Regions from separate parts of the Sus scrofa genome. Here region 1 is linked to region 2. Evidence: chromatin contacts called from public HiChIP or PLAC-seq data. All regions are on one chromosome and are shown on one strand. Each heading gives the region's core, a stretch centred on a gene start, on an enhancer-like site or on the middle of the called end of the contact. The rest is flanking DNA. Distances are from core to core; before and after follow the strand shown.

Region 1 (3,009 bases), core at 230-2,729, 140 kb after region 2:
ACTTGTTGTGTCCTCAAGCCCCAGAGCTTGGGAGGTCAGTGACATGCTGACCCAGCAGGAAAATCCTAGCATTTTTGTAATTTGAGATATTTTACTATAATGTAATAAAAGAGCAAGAGCTAGTCAAGCTTTTTTTTTCTTTGTATTTCAAGCTTCCTGCATGAAATCTAACTGCTAAATTCTCTTAGGATTGAGTTTCCCAAATGTTCTTTCTCTGTCCAGGGAGGTTCAGGGCCAGAGGTCCCTGGCGGTCAGGAGTGGGGCTCCTAGGGCTGCGGGATTCCTACGTCGTGGCTCTGGCCCGATCCCAAAGCTGCCACTTGTCACTTTGGTTCTCCTAGCTGACACCAGGCCCTGAGGCCCCACGGAGAGCCAGTCCACTGTTTCTTCCTTGGCCAGGTCCTGGAAGGCCAGCTCCATGTCTGGCCTTTGGAGACAGATCAGGGGATGGTAAGAGTTAGAAGCTAACATTTACAGCTGACCCTTGAGCAACACAGGTTTGAATGGTGTGGGTGGATTTTTTTTTCAATAGTGAACAGGATGGCACTACACGACCCCACTTAGTTGAGTCTGTGGATTAAAAAAACCCAGTGGCTCAAGCGGGCCAGTGGCAAGGTTATAGGTTGGCGGGACAGCACCCCAACCCCTGAGTCATTCAAGGGTCCGCTGTGCCATGGGCCTTATATAATCTTCTCACAGACTCCTTAAGGGTCCCTGTCATCATCAAGCTCTATGAAAAGTAGCTCTGTCACCTCGAGAGGACCGAGATGAATCTTCCAAATGCTTAGGTATTTCTTAATTTTGAGCTTTAGCCCCTCCTCTGCCAAAAGTGCAGATACGTGTGAGCCATGGATCACAAAGTACGAAGGCAGCGGTTCCCAGGCCGGCTGCTCTGGGGAGTGGGAGTGATGGAATTTGTCTCAGGTGCTGCCTGGGCCCAGGGACTTTCTGAGCACCCCCAGTGACCCTGCTGAGCTCCATTTTGGGAGGCAGCTGGTGCCGAGGAAGTGCTGGCAGGGTCCGCTGGCCCTGGGCCCCTGGTGCACCCAGCGCAGGCCGGGGCTGTGCGCCTGGGGCGTGAGGCTGTGGAGTTACAGTGACTCGAGGCCCTCACCCTCGCTGCCCATTGGGGTCCCCGGTGGGCATAACAGGACCAATGGAACTGGAATCCCGGGGCTTCCCCACGTGGGAAGCCAGAGTCGAACCCCTTCCCTGAAGGTCACTTCAGTTGTGCTGGCCTCTGCGTCTACACCATGCTCCCAGGTCAGGGCAGAGTCAGAGAGACCTGTGAAAGAGTCGCGAGGCAGGACCAGAAGCAGCCCAGGCTTTATGCCTGGACGTGGCCGCTAGGAGCCTCGGCTGCCTTGTCACAGAAGCCAGCTCATCCTGAAAATCTGAGCCTTGATGAAGCCCCAGACAGTTTCATTTTCTAAGAAGCCAGCTAGAACATTCCGTTTCCGGCCCCAGAGGGAGAGCTGCTCGCTGGAACTTGGTCTGTTCTGCATTTCTCTCTTGTGATGAGCACATTACACCCTGACCTGCTTACTTCCTTGCTGGGGCCGTAGAACCTTTCTGAATAGAAACCCTTGCCTCTGTCACCCGTCACACCAGCAATAGCAGGGACACATCTTTTGGTACTATTGCAGACACACGCAGACAGCATTTTTACATGTAAGTCTATTTTTGTAACTTTTCTGAGCACTGAACTTTGTAAGGTATATTTTTAGGAAAACTCATTTTTCTACAAAAGCAAACAGTTTAGAAAGACTGCAAGAGAATGAAAATTTGAACCTGAAATTTTTGTTGAAAGGGATTTAAGTGAAGCAGACATCTCTCTCAGAAAGGCACACCGCTTTCGCAGAGCCAGGCCAGATCACAGTCCTGATGAAGGGAGCTGTTTTTACATGTCTTCAAGAAGGAACAAGCACACCTGGCTTCGTCTTGATCTGCGGCAGGTCCTGTTGACTCTGGGGCAGTTCAGTGGGAAAGAATTATTGTCTGTTACCGCTAATAGACAAATTCAGCTTATTCGAGAAAAACAGTAACAGCTCTTTGTTGGTTTATGTGTGCCAGTCTGACCTTGATGCACGTTGTTTCATGTGTGTATGGGCAGTGGATATGCACTTAGGATACGGCCTAGAAATACCCGCAGAGCCTCCCTGTAATGTTTACCACATTTGACCAATGCCACCGATGGGCTTCCAGCCCTTGAGATGGGGTTCTCAGCTGCGCCGTACGGTAGAGTTGGGGTGGGGTAGCTTTTGAAGATCTTGAGGCCCAGCCATGTCTCACTCAGGCCGATGAAACCTAGGATTTATACTTTGTTAATCTCCTAAAGTCATTCTGATGTAGAGTCCCGGCCAAGAGCCACGGGACTGGGAATTAGCCACAGATGTGTGGATGTGCAGATTCTGCAGATGTGGGCACCGCAGGACTGAGGACCTAAACCAAGCACAGAGCACCAGGGTCCATCGCCGAGGGTCTGGGACTTCTGGGGGAGGGTCCGCAGTAGGTGCCCAAGCCCTGGCAGGGGGGGGAACGGAAGGAAAGGAAGTCCATGTCCTCTTAAAGCTGGACTGGCAGTGAGCATGCTGGCTGCTGGCGCCCTGCCTCTAACCACTGTGCAGCCTTTACTGGCCGGGGAGAAAGCCGACTTAGCAGCGGATCACAAAGGGAGATGGTGAATAGCGGGACGATTGCGAGAGTGCTTGGATGGCATGTATACAAGCAAGAGTCCGGCAAGAGGATTCCTGCTTTAGGAAACACGTTTTCTATGTATTTTTATAAACTGCGTCAGGGATGAAAACTGAAGCAGTCCTGTCCATTGCTCTTCCACGTGTCAGTGCACAGTACCCCTCGCAGGTTACAGCTCTCCTGTCTGAACTGGCAGCATAAGTGCCAAGAGTCCCTACCTGGCAGATGAAATGCATTGTTGGTCCATTTGCTTATTTTTTTTAAAACAAACCCCTTTGAGGTAACTTGGCTACAAAGCAATCTTGCTGTATAACG
Region 2 (3,142 bases), core at 226-2,725:
CCCCGCCAGTGTCTTGTTAACCCTCTGACCCCTGGGTCACTAGGCTCCAGCCACACCGGCTGCTGCTTTGTTTCTCAAACTGAAGCTCTTACTCCCCCAGGGCTTTTGCACAAGCTGTTCCCTCTACTGGGCAAGCTTGTCCTGCATCTTCCTTTATAAGCCCTTTCTCACCTTGCGGAGTATTTGTTTGCTCTCCAAGTGTCTCTCCAGCTAGACCGTCAGCTCCCGAGGGCAGAACTCGCCCGAGCTTCACCTGCGCAGGCTCAGAGCCCGGCACCACTGATGGACGGGGTGCTGGGGGCCAAGGGAGAACTCCGACCCCAGCTCTGGGGGGCTTCCTTTGACCGTGAGTTTGCTCAAGTCCTGCAGGCCTTGGCCTGGGCCTCAGTTTTCTCTCCTGTAAGATAAGATGAAGGTTCCCCTTCCCGGGGTGCCGTGGGGGACCCTGGGCGGGCACTGACAATGAGAAGCAGTCAGCTGTGAGCCTTGCAAAGCAGACTGACACGGACGTCCCCTTTGACGCACTTTGCTCAGGAATTAGAAACGTGTGGAGAAATGGGTTCCGCAGCCCCACTGTGCGCCTGGGTCTCTGACGGCCTGGCCTGAGCCCTGCAGTTTTTAACTCTCCACGTTCTTCAAACCTCAGACTTGTGTCTTGGTCATCAATCAACCCTTAATAGTAATGATGATGCTAGAGCCGACCTGGCCCATGCTGGTCGCGCTCCTCTGAAAGCAAACTGAATGATGCCCTCCCCAGAAACCTCAGGAGACAGTCCTGCGCAGGAGCCAGGAGGGGGACCACTGCCTGCGCCCCAGGGTTGAGGGGGTGCCACTGCTTGCAGGAGGGCTGTGGTCCATGGCCAGGGAACAGAGGCTGGGCAGGCCGTGTGGAAAGGGCTGGGGCCCCAGCTCCCAGTGGGGTGGTGGTGGCTGGCAGCACTGCCCTGGAATTCGACAGGCCTTCAGAGGGCCCGTCCTGGGGGAACAGCCTGGGAGAGCTTGTGCTCTGGGCTCTGACTCCTGGGGTCTCTGCACCCAAGCTGCTCAGCTCTGCGGGGCTCCAAAGACAGGGCTAACTTGTGACTGGGAGAGGACAAGAGAAGAAAACGTGGGTTCCCAACCCCCAGAGATCCCCCCCCCCCAGCTAGCATCTAGGGACGCAATTTTGATGAGAAATATGTTATTTTCACTTTCTTAGGTCGGGAGAAAATGCGCTCTGCTGCACATTCTTCCAGCAGGCTGTTCTCATTATTACCAGCTTAATACGGGTTTTGCTTAGTCAAGGAAAATCCCTGTGGTTCCCTGACATGTTTCAGAGCCACGACTTTGAGTAAATAAGACCTCACGGCCAGACTCCTGCAGGCGTTCTGTCCCCGGAGTCAGGGGCTGGGAGACTCCCCCCCCTCCCCCGCCCCGGAAGAGTGGAGGCGCCTCTAGACATGAGCCCAGCTCCGTGCCTCGGCTCCAAGGAGGTGCCTGGTCCCCAGTGCCCGCCCATTGGGCGTCCGGTTGCGGCTGCTGGTGGAGATGCTCTGGCTCAGCCGCCTCTGGTCTCCGGAGCCTCCCGCGCCCGGGCCGGCATTCTGCGCGGGACTTGCGCAGCGACCCAGAGGCTGCGGTGCACCGGAAGCTCCGCGATTCCCTCCGGAGCCGTGCTGGCTCCCTGGGGCCGGGGTCGGGGGGTCGGGGGGGGGGGGTGTGCGGGAAGGCCGGCCGGGAGCCCTCACGAGGCCCCGCCTGGGCCTCGGGGAAACGGGAAACGTGGCTTAAGTAACTGTTAACCAGCTGCCTGAGGCCAAAAGCTGAGGTTACAATTCAAATGCAGAGGGTGGCAAGTCTGAGGCTTCTGACCACCTCCCCCCCACCCCCGCCCCTCCCCCGAGGGCTTGCCTGCCAGCTCCTGCCCCAACCCAGCCAGGTCCCAGGTGACCTCACTGGGCTGGCGTCTCTTGCATCAGGTGATCACATGAGCTCTCACGCTTTGTTTTCTGGTTTCTGTTTTCCAAGCTCTTAACAGCTCTGCTTTACTATGAGCTGGTTTCGTCTGAAGCAGACAGACCCAGTTCCCAAAGGAGTTCTGAGGAAGAGTTTTCACTCCCCCAGCTTGAGAAAAAGGCAGGCGCCCTCCTTCCCTCCGTGGACCGATTCCTCGGTCATCAGCAGCTGATCCGCGCGGGCGCGTGGGGCCTCCTGGCGGCCCTGGAAGAGGAAAGTCGGGCCCCGGGGCTGCTGCCACTCGCCTCTGTTCTCTGCCCCGGTTCCCCACCCCCCCCTTTCTGGAAGGTCTGAGTGCCCGGGGTCCCCTGCTTTGGCCTCTCGTGGACCCCCCCCCCCGCCCCCCGGGGCTGAGCGCCCGCCCTGGAGCAGGTACCTGGCCTCGCCAGTCCAGCCCAGCTCGACCTTCATTGACCTTGAGCGAATTTCTCAGGGTTCAGCCCTAGTTGCCCTCCTGTTGGTGTGACTGTGGTGTGACACAGCGCCTGAGGACAGGAGCCCTTGTGCAGAAGAGCCGATCTCGCCCTGACAGGAGCGGCCTGGGTCAGGTCTACCCGCCGGCAGGGCCTCTCAGCACACTCGGACCCTGGACCCGCATCTCGGTACCCCGTGCCCCGAACTTCCTCTGAGGCCTGGAGCTCTGGGCGGCTCACACCCTGGACCCAGAGGTGGCTCCACAGCTCTGTTCCCACCCTCGCCGTGCGCTCTGGCCTTGCTCCTTGTGGCTTCCTCAGGGCGTCGTCGCTTCATCGTCCTGCCATCTCCACCCTTGTCCCGGTGCACCTGAGTCACACCGTGTCCTAGGGTGTCCTAGACCCCACCCACCCACCCCCCCGTTTTCCCCACTGTGTCCCGTCCCTCCTGCCCTTCGTCCCCACGACTCCGACCTTGGGTCGCCCGTTACCCTCGCCCACGGGAGCAGCTGTGATGGCTCCTCCTGCCTCCCTGGCTGTCTTGGGAGCACATCTCTAACAGCCCTTTGAAACCTTGGCTGCACGTCGCCCAGGGGGAGCCTTAAAAAGTCCCAGCGCCACCCCAGTCCCTGCTGCTCGGCTGAAATTGGCCCGGAGCGGACCTCGGAGGTGTCCTGGGAAAGTTCTCCATGTGATGCTGTCTAGCTAGGATTGCTCTGTGCTGTTCCAGAATG

What was found. HiChIP or PLAC-seq counts read pairs in DNA pulled down with a chosen protein or histone mark.
Region 1: a contact with region 2 is called in an H3K27ac HiChIP or PLAC-seq map of skeletal muscle. The contact joins two enhancer-like sites. A contact is called at or near these places in 2 of 2 datasets of contacts at active chromatin or transcription factors (alveolar macrophages and skeletal muscle).

Annotation. Positions count from the first base shown.
Region 1 is chr9:139,475,467-139,478,475 of Sscrofa11.1, forward strand. No RefSeq gene overlaps it. Among named protein-coding and RNA genes, the nearest start is that of EGFR, 170 kb to the left of the region's middle. Within about 2 kb of position 1,480, at least 16 of the 83 cell types and tissues checked have an H3K27ac peak or open chromatin away from gene starts, as enhancers often do. A contact at or near this core is called in skeletal muscle, where this site is marked.
Region 2 is chr9:139,334,751-139,337,892 of Sscrofa11.1, forward strand. All of the region lies in intron 1 of EGFR (epidermal growth factor receptor), which reads left to right. Among named protein-coding and RNA genes, the nearest start is that of EGFR, 34 kb to the left of the region's middle. Within about 2 kb of position 1,476, at least 53 of the 83 cell types and tissues checked have an H3K27ac peak or open chromatin away from gene starts, as enhancers often do. A contact at or near this core is called in skeletal muscle, where this site is marked.